Linked DNA regions of Anas platyrhynchos: region 2 is linked to region 1. Evidence: chromatin contacts called from public Hi-C data. All regions are on one chromosome and are shown on one strand. Each heading gives the region's core, a stretch centred on a gene start, on an enhancer-like site or on the middle of the called end of the contact. The rest is flanking DNA. Distances are from core to core; before and after follow the strand shown. Region 1 overlaps INSIG2 (insulin induced gene 2). Region 2 holds the start of LOC106017337 (a long non-coding RNA gene).

What was found. Hi-C and Micro-C count contacts between places; a contact is called where the count stands out from the background.
Region 2: a Hi-C map of skeletal muscle shows a contact between it and region 1, with 2.7 times the contacts expected there. The contact joins two enhancer-like sites. A contact is called at or near these places in 3 of 8 Hi-C or Micro-C datasets (liver, skeletal muscle and subcutaneous adipose tissue).

What each region holds. Positions count from the first base shown.
Region 1 is chr7:8,896,024-8,901,999 of IASCAAS_PekinDuck_T2T, reverse strand. INSIG2 (insulin induced gene 2) reads left to right here. Exons shown (of 6, transcript XM_027461489.3): 6 at 1-72. Among named protein-coding and RNA genes, the nearest start is that of INSIG2, 17 kb to the left of the region's middle. Within about 2 kb of position 3,344, at least 1 of the 8 cell types and tissues checked has an H3K27ac peak or open chromatin away from gene starts, as enhancers often do. A contact at or near this core is called in subcutaneous adipose tissue, where this site is marked.
Region 2 is chr7:8,941,249-8,947,224 of IASCAAS_PekinDuck_T2T, reverse strand. LOC106017337 (a long non-coding RNA gene) reads left to right here and starts at 5,897. Exons shown (of 3, transcript XR_001190747.5): 1 at 5,897-5,976. Within about 2 kb of position 3,219, at least 2 of the 8 cell types and tissues checked have an H3K27ac peak or open chromatin away from gene starts, as enhancers often do. A contact at or near this core is called in subcutaneous adipose tissue, where this site is marked.

The DNA.
Region 1 (5,976 bases), core at 2,095-4,594:
AAGCTCTATGCTGTTTAAACTGGCAAATTGCTGTTAAAAGCAAAATGTTCATTAAATACAATTGCAACCTTGTTTGAAAGGTTTCTTTTTCTCTTTTTTTCTTTTTTTTTTTTTTATAAATAATATATATATATTTTTAAATACATTAAATTGTCTTATATTAGCAGTCATATAATAATAATGAGCTGGCATATTGGTTACACAAAACACCTTTCTGAAAGTTAAAAAAAAAAAAAAAAAGGTACATTCACATCAGAAGTGATTTTATCACAGTTAGCATGCTGAACTGCTTCTGGAAAAAATTTGGAAATTTGCCCTTTTGAATCTGTAGTGGAAGTATTTGAACCAGGGGAAAATAAACTTGGTAACTTCAGTATAAGTATAGAGATTTAGATTTAAATAGTCCTTGAGAATATGAAAAAAAAAACAAAACAAAAAAACAGTGATGACAGGAGATCCCATAATGAAATACTTGTATACGGAGCAGAACATTAATAAATGTGAGCTAAATGCTAGATATTCACTGATTGTATTCACAGCACCCCTCCCTGTCTCAAAACAGACGTGGCAAGTAAAGGTTTAAAAATGTGTGATGAAAAAAACTCAGGGCAGATCTGATGGAAGGGTGGGGAGGGAGGTTCATCAGTATTTGAGGAGTCTTGGAGCAGGACTGGACTACAACTGGAAGCTGCAGAGAGCACAGAGGCAAATGGAAAAGCCCCAGGTTTGTGTTGGACGAGGCAAGCAGTGATCCAAAACCCTAAATTTGTTGTGAAAAGGCAGAATCATGGGTGTTGCCAAGTGTCTGACCAAACTGCAATGAAAGATAACTATAATTTTACAGTCAGAGCACTACGTTCATTCAGAAGCATGTTGGCAAAGCTGCTTTGCTGATGTGTTTACCTCTCCCTGCCCTGTGAGAGCACTGCCAATGGGAATGGCAAATGTAGGTCCTCCCTGCCTGCCTTCAGCCAGTGGTTGTGAATGGGAACTTGCCCGTTTCAGAGAATATTCCAGCTGCCCGGCTGCCAGGCCCTCTAGAAAGGCATCTTGTGCCTCCTTTTATAACGGGGCTGATGCACGTAGCTAGAAGGAGAGAGAGTAAACCAAGTTTTCCTCCGTAGCTCCTGTACTTCCCTCCTGCCATCTGGCTGGGATCTGCTGCGGGGACCTGTGAGCATGCCAGCCTTTTCATCTCTCCCAGCCTGTAAGGAAGGGATGTAATTTTACCAATGGCACCACTCTGGACATTTTGTGTATATTTTTTTTTTTACATTTCGGAGCAGTGTTACCAGTAAATCCTAATGGTGGTGTTAAAGGATGAACGCAACCTATGGAATTGAGGTTAAATGTGAAAAACAATACTTATAAAAGTACAGGCACAGCTGGCGGAGGGAACGTGCGTCTCGCAGGGGGAATAGCTATCTAATGCTGTTAGTTTTGATGCCAGTACTAAACGCAAAGCATAAGTAATTTTGTGGCTTAATGTTCAGTACTAAGCAGTAAATGAAAGGTCAGTCCAACATGTTAACTGTCAGGGAATAGTAAACACTGCTTTAATTGCTTCATACAATCAGCCTGGACTTTTGGTGTGTCTGGTGTCATGTTTTGAGCAGCGTGGTCCAAAGCCTCGTCCTGATTGCCTTCCCCCCAGTCAAATGACAAAGCCTCAAATTAAAGGCTAAACCAGGGTTTTTCAGGCAGCATATTGGGGGGTTGTGCTTTGAATGCTTAAAAGCCACTCCAAGGAAGAGGTACGGGGCATTTCTTGATCAGACTGGAGCCAAAATCCAGGTGTAAGGGTAGTTTTGCATTTTCTCAAGGCTTTCTTTTCTTGCTTTTCCGTTTTGAAGTGCCAAAATTTCGTAGCTCCTGCTGCGCTGTCACACTTTTTTACCCTGCCCAGCAGTACAGCACGTAGGAAACAAAATATACAGGAAAGATTATAATGGGAAAAGGCTTTTACTATGATTTCCTCCAGGTGAGTGAGTTGGGAGCTCAGTGTACAGCATGCTGTGCACGTCAGTGTCTGACTCATGACCTGCAGCATTCCCGGTATCACGTGCCCGGGATTAGTTTCTGTACTGGCAGCAGGTCTGCCTGGACTTTTGCACTTAAAAAACTCTCTGTGGAGTAGCCTTATGTAATGTGGTTATGCAGGGATATTTGAACACTTTGCCCAGTATTCTCAACTGCAAAGTTCAGGGGTATAGCCATCGGGTCTGCTTTTTATGGATTTGTTGATAGAAATACTGAAATTGTACCTTTTAAAGCAAATATGGCAAAATATTAGTTGAAAAGCAATCTGTGTTTATAAATGTTGGGGTTCACAATGAATGTGGTTCTGTTTCTTCTGATCTGATTAGTTCAATGTGTGGCTTGCACTATGTGATAAGCGTAAGTTTCACCTATATATATTTATTATTTTTTTTCAATCAAATCTCAAACAAGATTTGCTTCATCCAATTACAATGAACATGAATGAACTGAAAAAGCTGGGAGGAAAAGTGCTGCAATCTAACTTGCAGGCTAAAACTTATGCAAGGGGTAGCTCCCACACTTGGCATAATGTTGCAAGAAAGAAAAGGACAATAAATGATCATTTCAATTTTCCATGCTGCGTTTCAAAACAAGAGGGGAAGGGGAGCTTTACAGATGCATTTGTGCTGGCTTGTTCTGATCTTCAGCTGCTGTCCAAAGGCATTGCGTTGCTGGCCACGGCCACTGGGCCATGTTTTGGCTTGTCTGTTTTCCTCTAACCCATCTATGCCAGTTTTTGGCTCAGTGTCTAGAAAAGAATCCCAAACCCCAGTATGAGCCTGGCTGTGCCACCAGCCACTGCATAAGAAATGTTTTTAGGAAGGTCTAGCTGAGATTGGCACAGTCCTTTTGGGCTCTGTGAGAAACCAGTGAAGTGTCCCTGGGCGCTTCGGTTGGTAAAGACGTGTTACGAGGGAAGGCGACTACATGGTGCTCAGGGGTGCTGAAAGTCCTTGTAAGTGCATTAAGGTCATACATGTAGATTCAATTATAGGTTCTAACAAAAAGCAAAGTCACCTTGCTCTACAGACCGTCATTTCTTGTCTGGAGTGCAGAGATCTGTCGTCATTGTGCCAAGGAGAGAAGAATACGCTTTCTTTTCCTCCTCCTCTCCCTTTGCACTAATGCATAGGAGTCTGAGTTAAGGACAGTTAATCCCGTTCTTGGAATCGGGACTATTTATAGGCTGGGTTAGCACTGAAAGACTCCACTGTTTTCTTTTAAAAACAAATGCTTGTTCTGTGCTGCACGTCAAGTGCAATCACTGCTGAATGAACTGACAAGCAAAGCCAAGTTCTCAGCTGAACTGGCTGAGCTCCACCGATTTCAGTGGATATGTGGTGTTTCGTGCTAGCCGGGAATTTGGCCCACTGTGTTTGAAAGGGATGAAATTGTTTTGAGCTCCTTTCTTTAATGTGCCACAGGTCAAAAAAAAAAGTCCTGCATTGTGCAGCAAGTGCGAGCGCACAGCAGAATCTGCCTGTCCCTCTTTTCTTTCACCACTGATGAAAAGTGTCATTTTCTGTGATTTACACTGTGTGCCTTTTATATGGTATATCAGCTCTTCAGGGGGACAGACTTACAAGAATCAGATCTGGCAGATCAGATTAATAATGATGCAAATGCAAAATGTTGGCCACTGATGGGCTTGTTGTCATAAAGGCTTGCCACAATCCTGCGTGTTGTGTCCAGTATTTCACTTGTAGGAAATTCAGCTGCTGATTTGTTTTGGACCCGTGCCTGTTCTGATTAAACTGCAGAGAGTGAAATAATCCTGCTTTGTGGGGTTTCAGGCCCCTCTTACCAACCAGTTTCCTCAAACCAGCGTAACAAGCAAAAATGCAATGGGAGAAGTGGCTTAAGGAAGATAAATTGGAAGCTCCTGAAGACTGATGTTTCAAGGATGTGACTCAATGTAGTGATGTATGCACTGTAGTGATAAGTAGTGTAAGAGATGATAGAAATGTAGTATTATGTATGTAATAAATGTAGAAGTGTAGTGTAAAAAACCGTGAAGCTGGTAGAAAGAGGTATGCACGCGTTGCTGGGGAGTTTGCTCAGGCTTGCTCTGCAGGCTTTGGCTGTGGCACTGCTGCAGCAGCGAAGGGCAGTGGGAAGAAGGGGCACATGGAAAGCTGGCTCCAAGCAAATAAAAACTGCTAAGTTTAAGCAGGAGCAGCTCCACAGTCTCCTGCCTATAGCAGCATCAACACATGTGTCAGTGCAAAGGGGAAGCAGTATTGCTGTGTCCTGACTTCAACGGGCAATAAAAGCAAGGCACCAGAGAAGCTGTGCAATCAGGAAGGGACCCAGTTTCTCCCAGGAAACCCCACGCTGTTTCATCAGGGAAGTTTCAAAGCCACAGGGGACAGCATGTGCTTTCCGATGGGATTTCTTCTAAATCAGCTTTTGATGGAACACTGTCAAATTTTGGTAGTCCGTCTGTGATTTCTAAGGCTGTGGCAACTACTGAAACCCAGAGAGATGGGGTGAAGTGGATGGTGTGGCTGCTACATGTCAGAATATCAGAGATGTGAGCTGGAAAAGGGACCATGTACACATCCCCTGATGTCTCTTGCACGGCTGCTATGAGGTGCACACAGAGACTTCGCTGCAGGAGGAAACAAAGAGACAACTGACACTTGTACTGATGAATTGTTATGGGATCTGATACCCTACCTGATGCTCTCTGATGTTAAAGGGACTTAATGGGTAGGAAAAATGCTAAAAGCAGTTCTTGTCACATAAGTAGAGATAAGCAGTGCTGAGTATTTGGTGTCTGCGATGAAGATTGACGTATATTCATCACGATGGCATCACTTAGATTATTAAGGCCTATCCCTTCTGCTACCTAAAATTCTCAAGAACAATATCTTAGCACCTGTTGCACTGCTCCCTGAGATGGTTCCCAACACTGTTGTAAACACTCACATCTTACATTAGTGATTCAAACGGTAACTTCCAACAATCTTCCCGGGTGAGGAAAGTGGTTTAGGTACTAGTTTTCCCATACTACTTCAGTACCAGGCTTCTCTTCATCACAATACCACTTCCAATTAAATCTGCCAACCCTTTTTTTCTTTTGTCAATTCTGATGTAAAACACACTGACTGACACCCAGACGCACTACCTGCTTCTCAAAGCGCCTGCATTTCACTCTGCCAGCCAGCCAACATCTAACACGTACACCTCCAAACATTTACATACGTCCTTAGCTCTCGGGATGTCTTCATTGAGCCGATGAGCCCGGGGCCTGACACAAGTCGTTAGATGACGCCGGCTGCGTTGGCGGGAGGATGGCATCGTGCTGCCGGCAGAGAAGGAGCTGATGCTGAGGTCTGGCCGTGGTTGGGTCCCAAAGACTGCTGTGGGCAGGAGGAGATGGGGACAGACCCACCTGAACTTCATCCCCGCCACTTCAAAGGGCACCTCCAGAGCCTCGCTCCTAGCTGTGCGATAATTGTACAGTTTTGCTTTACAGTTAACCGAGTGGTGAAAAAAAGTGGTTTCTTTTCAACGCTGCCTTGTCAAAATGCCAGGCACCGCTTGTTTTTGACATTTCCAGCTACTGTTAAATAATAGTCTTGCTTCTGTCATAGCTAATGTTGACTTGAAGGCAGTTGTGCATTTCTCAACTCAAATGCTAAGCAGACAGACTTGGGTCTTGACAAATATTTTCCTGGCTTGCCCAAGGCAAGTAAAAAATGAGATTCTAGTTAATCGTTTGTTTTAAAATTCAAATTGGTGAAATAGGCAATTAAAAAAAATGACAATTTTCATCAAAATTTGCAAATTAAATGTCTCTTTGCAGTCAGAGCAGGTTCAAGAAACTGCAATAGATAATTGCTATTTGAAATCAGTGAAGTATCCAGCATTTTAGGGCCGCGAGGACTGTGGCTGTTCTGCCTTAGTAAATCTTGATTGATTTGGTAAATA
Region 2 (5,976 bases), core at 1,970-4,469, 45 kb before region 1:
TTTTTAAGAGTCAAAACTCGCTTACACGAAGGCAAACAATTTGACAAATGGTGGAAGAGCACCATCTGGTGACACCAGGCGCAACACCATGTTCTTCTGCTATTAGGAAATATTTGTAGTGTTCGATTAAAGCTTGTATTTTGGAAAGCCTGTCTCACTAGTTTAATATGCTTTAATACATTATTCAATTATGCATAAGGAGTACAAGATGGAGCATGCTAAAAAAAATCTAAGCTGATGGTGACCGTATCTCTTCTCTCCATTAAATCACAAGAAGTTCTCATCATTTAAATCAAGCGTTCTCTGAGTTGTTCTGAGCCATTTTTTAGGTGGCTTTGGAGCAGACTTTATAGGCCCCATGAAATGTGGTACCAAGTTTTATTGCACCAGACATTTCAAGGATTTTCTGTGTGTGATCCAAGCATTTTTTTTTTCCTTCAGTATTCAAGAAGCTTGGCTTAACTGTCTTTACAAAGATTTTCTGTTTCCACAGAAGTGATTATTACGAAAAATGAATTAACTTTTGCCATTCTAGATATTCAGAGGTAGGGGAAAAGCACGGATTGTAACCTGACTATTATTTGCAAATCATAGCTAATTTCAGCACAAACTGAACCTGGAAGTTAAGAAATTAAATACTTTTCTTTTTTTCCCCTAAATATATTCTTTTTCACAATGATGATCACCCTCATTTCCTTTAAGTTCAAGGTCAAATTAAAGTGAATTTAGTTAGAAATCAATAAAAGCAATTAGTAATTATGCTAAGCTTAGAAAACACTTTCTGGAATTCTAGTCTGCAAAGAACTGGTTTTATAAGGCTTTGGTTTGTGCAGCCTAACTCTCTCATACTTCAAAAGCTTTACAAAACCCCTAAAGATCAGGGAATCTTGCCAAAAATTAGATAAAGGTCAAGAATGTGGAAACCATGGAAATTCTTAACTGTTACGCAGGAGTGCTAAGCATATAATTCATGAAAAAGTCATGCTCACATAATTATCAAGTTATTTTTTAATTTATCACATAATCCTGATCCACATAATATTAATCTAATCGTTCACTTAATAAGATAGTAAAGCATTATCCTCTCCAAAGTGTAAGGATTATCATCAGAATGTCACCTGGCATAAAACTGTGCCGCATGTCTGAGGAAGTCTGTGTATAGCATATGGCAGTTATCCCAAAAGAGAAGTGATACGCCTTGCTTCCTCCCACCACTCACATCAGTGGGATGATGAATCTCCGGCCTGTGATGACTCCTAAAAATATCAACCTTGTTTCGGTGTCGATCAGGCTGCGGCAGAGACACCCAATTGGTAAACCTACTGTTTTGTGCAGGGAGGAATACTGAAGAAGGTTGAAGCAGTTGATGAGTTGGGGAAAAATCATTTTATTAAAAAATAAGTTAGAGATCAGGTCCATCAGTTTCCAAAAGGCTGGGAAGAAAAACATTACAGCTCCAAAAGCCTTAGCTGCGAATTCATAGAGGACAAAATTCAAATATAAAAAGCAAGAGAGTGCTGAGCCCAGAAGACCCAGGTTCTAGCTCAGTTGTTAAAAACCCACCTAGTAGGGTTCCATAGACAGTGAAAGTTCTTACATTCAGCTGTCTCTGAAGCCTGGAAGAAGCTGTCTCATGCAGAGAGAGTAAGCAGCCTACGCTCATTCACAGTCCCACTTAATGGCAAGACCACGTGCATACTGCAGCCAGAGAGGCACGCACTGCTTGCAACTGAGGGTCAGCTTCAGCAGAAGCTCTTCCTTTTAGCTCAGACATTTGTGATTCAGTCACACCAGCGGTCACATGCCAGAAGGGGAAGATCCCTCTTCAACAGCTCTGCAAGCTCCCACATGAGGCATGATTTCATTATTTCCTTTTCTACATGCCACAGGGCAGCATTGCCATCATGCTGTGCATCTAATGGCAGTCATGTGGCATGTCGATTTGGAAACAGCTGTGGATGCATGCTTCATATTCTCTCCTGCCTAGTCACAGGCACACAGGTAGCAGCTGCTATCGGTGCTACCTGCTATTTTTCCTTCACCAGTGATAACAGAAAGGAATCAGCTGGCTTGAGGGTGGATCTCTCTGAAGCTTTTTTGCTGCTGATTAAAGGATGGGTTATTTAATAAAGAAACCTGATGCCTCATGGATATGGCATAGTCAGTGTTACTAAACAATGAACATTAAAAATTCAATCTCCATAAATAATGTAATTGACTTAAATTCAATCTCATAAATAACGTAATTGACTTTAATCAGGTGATTTAATATATCTAAATTATATATCAATATGAAGGCTTTTCTATCTGCTTTTTGGCTTTTGAGCCCTTGGAGAGCTTCCTTTCCTCTCCTCTCCTCTGCTTCCCTCCTCTCCCCTCTCCTCTTCTCTCTTTTCTATTCTTCTCTTCTCTTTTCTTTTTCCATCAATGACAAAATGAAGAAAACCTTTCTTGTTTGTTTTTAAATTAAAACAGAGACTTTTCACTTAATCTCTTGATTCCAGGAGCTGGGCTTTAGACAAACACTGAATATTGCAGAGCCCATAACAAAAATAGGGAGAACTGGCAATGCCTTATTACACAGCCTCACATCTTTTAAGCAGGGCCACTTAGGACAAAGATTTACCTCTAAGATTTTTAGCATTTTTCTTACCAGTCAACTCATAAGCAGCAGTTTGATTGACTCCAGTGAATGTGTTAGATTTTTTAAAAAATTTATTTTTATTTTTTGTACTTCAGAACTAATGAGGTCTTTTTGTTGTAGAATTCTCCTAGCAATTTCTCTGCTGTCTCCAGCAGTTCATTTTTTTGTGAGTTTGAAAAGCTGGAGGTAATATGTTTGGAGTTATACCGTGCATCCCCAAAGCATGCCCTCTTATCAGTGACTACTCCTAGAAACAGATGGAAAGGGAATGCCTTGAAACTTCCGTGACTTTGCAACTCGGAAAAACATTCCTACAGACACAGTAACAGTTGGGCTATGTTGGAGGCTGTCCAGTCTAGTCTGGTCCAAATGGCAATTCAAAACATGGCTCATTCACAAAGCAAGCATAAAAAGCTGCCTCCAGCAAGCTCTGCTTCCCATTACTGCTGCCCTCTTACTTGGGATCCGTGCTACTTTTGCTTAGTATAAGAAATAGATGTGCAACTAGCGCTTATCTCCTAAATCAGCCTCTGTGTAGGGAATATAATCACCTCTTCCGGCTTTCTGTCTCTTGGAACTGCTCGCAGAGCTTAGTCATGCTCCTTTTGCACCATACCCCTGGCTAGTACTACTGTAACTGCAGAGACATGGTGCTGCTGTTTTTCAGACCTTTTACAAAGTAGAATCCCATCCTAAGAAGCCACACATTCCTGCAGATGGATCCAGCAGGAATTTTTTCCTTTCACTGTGGGAAGCCTGGGCCTGGTGGGAAGCTGAGCAGGCAGCACTGAGCCTTGCTGCAAGCCAGCAGTTCAGCACAGTCAGCATGGGGCAGAAGTGACCAGCTTAATTTCTTCATTTGTTAAAATTTTTGTAAAATTTGTTAAAATTTTAAATTTGTTATATTGTTCTACGGAGCTTAAGGACACTTCTGTCTTCATCTCTTCTGCCTAGGTTCTCTCCCACCTCCCTTTCTACTGCAGATTTAAAGAGAAATCTGGCAATGCATTTTCTTTTTTGTCATTCTCTTCCATAGCTGTCTATACAAAGTCTCTATTTGTATAGCAGAAAATAATCTGTATTTTTTTTTTTTTTGATTTAGAAAGTAGGCTGAAATGAGCTGCATATGCTGTATCAGAATGTCACATCAAGACTCACCTGCCTCTATTTCTGGAGCTGTATATGATGTGAGGCAGCATGCTGTAGAGCAGCGAGAGGTGGAGAAGTCAGCACAAGCAGGAGAAAAGTTGCAGCTGTTCTTAGTGAGGGTCAAGGTGTTGAGATGCTCACAGAAAACAGGTCTGTGCTGAGCTGTAAGAGAGAGAAAAAACAAGTCTGCTTTTAGTAAGAAGTGAAATGGGGTTGCAAAATAAAATGGCAAATGGACTGTCCATGCTGTGCAATGTCAGAAATGCCAGTGATAAGCCATGGATTTGCCAGCAGAGGCAAAATTTCCAACATTAGGACAGTTCTGAAGAGCTTCTGGAAGAGGGAAGGGCTGCCTGCATATATGCTGGGTGGCTGTGCCGAAGCCTGGCTGTTCACGTAGGAGAAACCAAAAAGAAGAAGAAATGAGTTGTGAAAGGGTTGGAGTCAGAACTATTATTTCAAACACTTTATGGAGAAATAACAAAGAAAGAATCTCTGTAGCCTTTGACCATGTTCAGCTCTAGACCACATTCTTTATAAAATTTTTCAATTAACTTTCATTTAAGAGGTGGAAGATGACTATTCTGTTCCATGCCTCATCCAGAGCTGTTTAAGAAAGGATGGGGACCTGAGTCTGTCCACCAGAATACTCGCTGGTGCTAGCAGGCAACCCAGCACTGGAGAACTCTCATGCAAGTCTGGTCGCCCCAAAGGTTATTGTTGCACTTGGAAACTGGTGTGCTGGTGTTCTGTTCTGATGCTTTTGCACTGAATTCCCTATCAAATTCACCAAATTTATAAGGCAAAATATTACTTTTCTAACTGCCAGCTCTGCACTTAACAGAGTATCTGAAAATCGAGCTACCTTTTTTTATGCCTTGTAGTTCATAACTTAGCTCTGATAGCAGCTGATATTCTGGGATCGGGATGGAACTGCAATTTTATTGCTAAGGCATAAGGGGAGATAGACTGTATTTTGCTTTTTCTGCAGCTGTATTGATTATCAAGCTTTATAGTAATTAAAAAAAAAAAAATCAGAAAAGCAAGGAGTTGGAGGTGTTGCCATGGGGAAAGAGTTAATACTAGAGTAGTAACCTGCTTCTGACAAGAGCATATCCCTGACACTGCAGAAGAAAACTAAGCTATTTCTAGTAAATGTAATATCATCATTTAACTTTCAAGGCCATCAGATTAACTATCTAAACACAATATTTAGGTTAATCTTCAAGAATCTCTTTAGCTTGCACAGCAGTTTTACTGACAGTCTCATGCAAAGCCTGCTGAGGTCAAAGTAAAGATTTCTGTTGCTTTGTACTGAATCAAGCCAAAGAATTGTCATTTGCTTTTACAGACTTCCTATCTCCAATTGCACCCAGCAGTGATAAAATACTTTTTTACTCTTCACATGTTTTCCATAATACAACTCTATTGTATGAAGTCACAGTCTTTGCATACAGCCCTGGTTATTTATTTATGTATTTATTTATTTTTCTGAATGCACCCAATTAGCCCTGAGGATACTTCTGTTTGTTAAATACAGCCCAAATGCCAGCATCAGGTGATAATTGGACTGGAAGGAACTACTTGACACGCTGAATGATATGCGTTGATGATCCATCTGGGCTGGTCCTCTCTGCCTAAAAAATTGGCCATGTTTCCATTGCACACAGTGAGAGATACTGGAGTTACTGGTTGCTTTTCAAGCTCTTCTACGTTCTTTTTAGTTGGAAACGATGGGATTTTCAGGATCTGTTTGAGGGCAGACAGGGCAATAGTGCTGGAAAAGGACCCTGAGGAAGGTTTCCCCTCGTGGGAGGAAGATGCAGAAGAGGAAGTGAGCAGAGGGAGCGATGCCTTTACTTAGCCTGGTGTTGCTGGAGCCTTGACAAGACGTGGCTGGGGTGAAAAGCTGCCCTGGGTGGGGTACAAGCGTGCAGAGGATGGCATCACACAGCAGTCTGTACCAGGATTGTTTTTTATTTAATATTCACTGCCCTTTTTAAGACTTCGGTGGGCACACAGCATCTCCTGGGAGGTCTGTCAGAAGACCTCCCGAGAGCGGTAGCAGTAGCCTGGTGTCTCATGGGTCATAAACCTCATGGGCAAATACTTCTTCCCTCTTGTCCTTGCAGAGCACTGGAGCCTTGGAGGCGATGTGACACCACCTCGGCCATTTCCCGGCC